2 separate regions of the Gossypium hirsutum genome follow, and region 1 is linked to region 2. The links are chromatin contacts, called in public Hi-C maps. All regions are on one chromosome and are shown on one strand. The core of a region is the stretch at or near the end of the contact, and the rest is flanking DNA. Distances in the headings are between cores, read along the strand shown. Region 1 holds the start of LOC107886645 (protein PTST homolog 2, chloroplastic). Region 2 holds the start of LOC107886933 (pentatricopeptide repeat-containing protein At1g05670, mitochondrial).

The links. Hi-C and Micro-C count contacts between places; a contact is called where the count stands out from the background.
Region 1: a Hi-C map of leaf shows a contact between it and region 2, with 1.8 times the contacts expected there. The contact joins the promoter of LOC107886645 here to the promoter of LOC107886933 in region 2. A contact is called at or near these places in 3 of 34 Hi-C or Micro-C datasets (all in leaf).

What each region holds. Positions count from the first base shown.
Region 1 is chrA03:101,960,549-101,963,615 of Gossypium_hirsutum_v2.1, reverse strand. LOC107886645 (protein PTST homolog 2, chloroplastic) reads right to left here and starts at 1,488. Exons shown (of 8, transcript XM_016810680.2): 1 at 671-1,488; 2 at 54-219. The coding sequence starts at 1,254.
Region 2 is chrA03:101,750,544-101,753,667 of Gossypium_hirsutum_v2.1, reverse strand. It overlaps LOC107886933 (pentatricopeptide repeat-containing protein At1g05670, mitochondrial), which reads right to left and starts at 1,485. Exons shown (of 4, transcript XM_041100098.1): 1 at 1,340-1,485; 2 at 801-838; 3 at 645-687; 4 at 1-271. The coding sequence starts at 129.

The sequences.
Region 1 (3,067 bases), core at 239-2,738, 210 kb before region 2:
AAAAATTATACAGGGATGTTAGAAAGATTTCAAAACTAATAAACGCAACGTACCACATCTGTTGAGGCTTGGACAAGAGACTCTTCTTCAGTACAGTTAGTTTGGGGACAAGTATTGTCACCTTTGTCTCTGAAACCAATCCCAAAATTCATATTCCTTTCTCTCTCTAAGCGACTCAGAATACCCTCAACGCCACAATCATCCTTAGCTGCTACTTCTCTGAACAAACCAAAACTTTTGTCAAAAACCTACCAAGGACACAGAACTCCCAAGACTCCAGCATTCTCCCCATTCCTCTAATTTTAAAAGGAGATAATTGGTTTGCAGGAAAAAGTATAAGCTCATTCAAGGCAACACATTTATCTTAGCAATTGTGTTTATATATCCCAAACATCACAAAAATATAAGCACAAGATTGATTCTTTTAACATCATAACGCAGTCAATTTCAAATAATATCTCACAAGCAATAACAAGTCCAAGCAAATTACCTTTTACACAGCAATGAAAGATTAAACATTTGTAACAATTCGTTCTAAACACGGGAATGGTAAACTACAAAGAATAAATTTCAACAAGGCATTCGAATAACAAGTGCAATAACTAACTTTTCCACACAAGAAAATAAAAATAGACTAAGCAAATAAAATCCCAAGAATTAAAGATCTCACAGTGATCTACCAGACGAGGAGGTTGAGCTAGAAGAATTAACAGCCAAATAAGAAGTCCCACTAATTTCAACTTTACTTTGAGCCCTTTCTTGAAAAGTCTGGTTATCCCATTTCTTCTCCTTCTCCAAAAGGTCCCAATCCTTAACACCAGCTTCTGGGAACCCTTTTTCTTGAAATCCATGTTCTTCATCATCATCATCCAAGTCCCAGCCCATAGCAAGCCACCCTCCTTGTCTCTTAATCCCCTCAACCAGATCCATCCTCCCAGCATCAGCCAGCTCTTTCTTGCTTGGAAAAGCCTCAGGTTTGTCACTATTTTTCATGAACTCCAATATATCTGCCTCCAATGCTAAATCCCCGTCGTTGTCCCACCCTTTCTTGCAACAACAAGACCACCAAGAAACCCTTTTCTTATCTTCCCCAAACACCAACCCGCGAACAAGATTCAGCTTCAGAGACACCGAATTCCCTTTGTTCCCTGGGTTAATCCCGCAGAAACAGGATGGGAAAACCCGAGCACGGAAGTGCGTTAAAAACGAATGAGGCGAGACAGAAGTATAGGTGGAGGAGGTGAAGGTGGCCATGATTCTGGCATTTCTCCAAACACTTGCTGACGGTAAAAAAGAAAACTAATTAAAAAGATTCCATCTTCAGGTATCTTAGGCGTGTAGAGAGGGAAGAGGGGGAAAGAAATGATAGGAAGAAATCAATAAAAGGGAAAGGGTAAAGGGGAGAGAGAGAGGGGCTTAGGCAAGTAACGAACAATACTACCGAAAAGCGTAACCTTCATTTAATGCGGAGGTGGTGGAGCACCGTTTTAGATATATTTTGGGCGGGCAAATTTTCACTAATAATCAATACTTTTTACTACTTCAACTCCATTTTCTTTTAATTAATTCCTCCACTTTTTTCGAAATTTTTGGGATGAAACATTTTCTTCTTTTCAAGTGGATCAAATATATTGTTAGCCCTTTTCCCACATTGCTAATCTCTTACTAGAGGTGTGCATGGCCGGGCCACCTAACCCGGCTTGAAGGTCCACTTGAAATGTAAGAGGGTTTAGGCAAAAATATAAGCTCAAAAAATGAGTTTAGAGAAAAAAATAAAACCTGTTTAAAAAACGGGCCGGGCCTTGGGTAAGACATTTTTGGCTCGGGCCCGGCTTGAATTCACTAAATGAAAAAAAATTGATTTTTTAATATTATTTTCTTATTATTTTCTCCCTATTTTGCTACTATTTTACTATTAGGTTGCTATTATTTTGTTGTTATTGTTTGGGTATTATATAAAACTTATTTTATTGTTAATTTTTTTATTATTTTAAAGACATTTGCTAATTTTGTTATTATTTTAGAAGCATTTGCTTGTTAAATTGCATTTATTTTAGTGTTATTTAAGTATACATATTTTTTAAAATTTATTTTCAATTTGTTGAGAAATATTTATTTTGATATTTCTAGTATTTTTGATGGTTTATATATATTTTAAAATTATATAAAAATAATATAAAAATTAATATGGGCGGGTCGGGTCGGGCTCGGGTTTTAACATTTTTATTCTGGCCGGGCTTGGGCAAAATTTTAGGCCCATTTTTTTGGGCTGGGCCTAGCAAACGGGCTTAAATTTTTAGTTGGGCCCGGTCCGAACCCAACCCGGCCCGACCATGCACACCTCTATCTCTTACTATGTCATCATACATTGTGTGTATTTTTTATTTAATAATAACTATTTTAACCAGAATATTTATTTAGTTATATAATTTTATTTTTACAGATAAGTATCATATAAGTTTTATACTCATGAGTTGAATAAATTTTATTAATAAATTAATTTAATACAATAAATATTTTAATACAATTGGCATGCCAATAGAGTCATATGTAGAAATTAGTTTAGTTAGTTGTTGAGTAATTAAGAATTAGTAATGGATTAGTTGCATAGTTAGGTAGCTAGCAAAGTAGTATAAATAGACACATTGTAATTTAATTCAATGATGAATGAAGATTTTGATGTATTCTTTACATTGCAAGTATTGTATCTTTGACATGCTATTAGTCCCAGGTTTCGATTTTTCTCTTAGTCTCCATGGTTGATTTCTTCAATCTCGCTTATTTTTTCCTTGCAGGTTGGTCATTCATATAGGGCCTGGTTGCTTTTTATTGGACCTTGTTATTGGGCTGTTCTGTTTTGCTTTTGGGCTTTCCTCTAATTTGTTTCATTTTCTTTCTTTCTGTATTCTCAATAGTGGCGTTATTGTCTCTCAGCCATGGATTCTACAGTCTTCAATTTCACACATCCTCTTTAATTGTATCCATCTGATACGCCAGGAAGTCTACTTGTTTCTCACCAGCTACTTGGTCTTAAGAATTATAGCCTTTAGAGTCATTCAATGCAAAT
Region 2 (3,124 bases), core at 236-2,735:
CAAGTGGAGTATAGGGCCCAAATATCTTTTGAAGAAAGGTGGACCAGATTTGGGGGCAAAACTTTGGGGATAACAATGAGATAAGAGCTGGAAACAATGGCTCAAGGAAGAGACAGCAAACTTGATCATCTTTGCAGGAAAAACCCATCACGAGAAATTTTGAGAATCTTTGTTCAAGAAGACAGCAATTCCTCTCCATGAAGAAGAAACAGAATGAAGGAACTTTCTCATCACACCATCATAAGGAGAATGCAAATTATCATGGTAAAAGCTGCATATATTAGGATAATAATAAATAGACGTTAGCATAGTAGCAAATCAGTGAAATCACATTTTCAGCAACACTCAATCATTACTAAATGCTAAGTGATATGAAATGCCCACTAATATCATCATTAAGCAACACATTAAATTGATATTCACAAATTTATCACTCTCTTCTCATTTGAGCTAAACTTCGTACATAAACCACATGTCATTATGGAGGTGAAGTCAATAGTTAAACAATGAAGGTAATCATTTTAACAAAAATGTTGGTTCACCTCTCTGACTTGTGCAATCAATAAACATTTCTAATGAATTTGAAATTAATGAAAAAAGAATATATAAATCAAATGCTATTCAAGCAGTGAAATTTGAAGTACCTTGTTTTCTCCTTTCAGCAAAACATATTCCTCCGAGTAAAAACTGCTATAGGGAACGAAAGAATTATTTAGCTAATGATGTTATTCCATATGGTGACAGAAGTCACAAAGATCAACACCTCAAGCAAGCCGTATGCAAAACATAAACTCTCATACATCAAAATTTCAACAGCATCTTGTTCAGTGGCCTTTTCCTGATGATGGAGAAAACACTTATATTAGTCAACTGCTGAAATTCTATATTCAGTTCTACTACTGGAAACTTATAAAGAGCCTATTCAATCACCTCTAAAATGTCAAAGCTAAATAAATATATCATCAGTTCCTACTGTTTGTGAAGGAAAAGAATTTCAAACCATGTACTAATGAAAGCAGCTAATTTCAACAGCTTAACAACAAATGTACCCTTTTTCTATACCGATATGAATAGTTCTCTCATAGGCAATTCATCAAACATAAGGAGAGTAAACTTTAGATTCTTTACCATACGCAATCCACACAAAAAAAAAATTTACTATAATTCTATAATCTCAATTGAATCCATAGAGAAACCCAAGAAACGGCTGGAACAACACATTGCGGCAGATTTTAAAGAGCACCTCAAAGAAAGAAAGAAAAAAGTCGATGGCATAGAAAATAAAAGAAAATAAAATAAAGAAAACCCATTAACAGGAAAACGTGAATGCGACTGATACCTTGAATTCGAAGAAAACCAGTAGGAAGGTGCTTCAGTTGGTTTCCTAGTTCCAAAAGAGGTACGAAGATTTTGCTTCGACTGTTCAGCTACAGAAGTAAAAGAGAGACCAAATTGCAGTAGGTGAGCTGCCAGTTGGGACAGTGCTTCATCGTATGGGTTGGGCTTCTACATGATTTTCTCGGCTTCTATTGGGCTTTTTATTTGTTATAGGCCATCAAATCAAATTCAGTTGGGAATTGGAAAATGTATAAATATATGTAGTAATTCATATTCTCTAAATAAAAGAATGCGAGTACTAATAAAATTAATAAAATAAATAAACTTTCTAAATAAATTTATCTACTTATTCTAATATTTCATATTTGTTAAGTTATTCTCTCTTTAACATTAAATATAAACTCATTTTATTAATAATTGATCCCCAATCAAGTATAAAGATAGATTTTGTGACTTTTGCAGCCTCAACTTTGGAAGTTTGGCTTTAGACCTAACTTCCAAACCTTCCAAGTATATATGCCCTTTTGTCAATCAAGTTCACCCCAACCGATGAGTTTTGTCGAACTTGGTTCTAGGATGCAAGAAGAAGAGGAGAAAGAGCTATCATTTCTTTTGTAAGCCTCAGGAAAATGATATGGCTCAAGCCTTTAGCTAGTTACATTTCAAGTACCCTTCCCTTGAGGGTTTTGGGAATTTTACCATCATATAGAAAATGGCCACAACCATCTTGGCCATTCATGTTATTGGCCTACCAGAAGATTGCATTATATGCAGTCAGATGGTTTACCACTAAAAGGTCAATCATCTTTATGACCGTATGTTCATCGCCCAATACCATTGAGAGGGTGATAGATTTCTTGACCGTGATTGGCTGTTTGGCAAAACCATATACTGGGCTAGCTTTCATTAATGTTCTGTCCCTGAGACCCATCTTGTGAAAGGCCTTGGCTGTTAAAATGTCTACCAAACTCTCCATGTCTACTAGGATTCTTTTAACCTAAAAGGTTGAAATGGTGGCTGAGATAATATGAGGTCATCTCCAATAGTTTTATGCCATATTAGTAATTTCATCCTGAATTTTAAGATTTTAATTTAGATTTGACTTTTTTTTCAGGATCAAAATATTAAAATTTAGGATGAAAATGATAATGTAGGATAAAACTATTGGAAAAGTGATACAGATGACGTGGCATCAGTGTTTCATACAATCTTTCCCTAGTAACATAATATTAGTTTTGTCAGAAGAAGAAGACACTTCCTTTGAAAAATCATCTTCCAAAAATAAAAATCATAAAAAAATCTGAAAAGCAGAAAAGAAATTATACTTATCAACAACAATATGATTTCTAATCCTATAAACAACTTATATAACATTGGAAGAATAAATTTTTTTAAGACATCTGATAAAAATGAAAGAATAGAATATCTAAAACTAATAGAACAACTTTATAAAAAAACATAAATACCTATTTGTATTATTCAATTATCATTATATGTTAAACTATCATACTACAAATAGTAGTAGTAGTTCTAATAATTCTAATAATTCTATAGACTTAGAAGACATAAATGTTACAAGTTATAAATCTGATGAAGAAAATACTTCAACAAATGAAAAAGAAAATATAGAAATATCAGAACCAATGGATACTAATCAAACAAATCAAGATCCTAATGGAAAAATAAAATTAGATATGGATCTTTAAAAGATGATTATTTAAGATCCTTTAATAAAAAAAATGAACAAGTTGAAAATATAACAAGAATTTTTGGTAATCAAACCGAA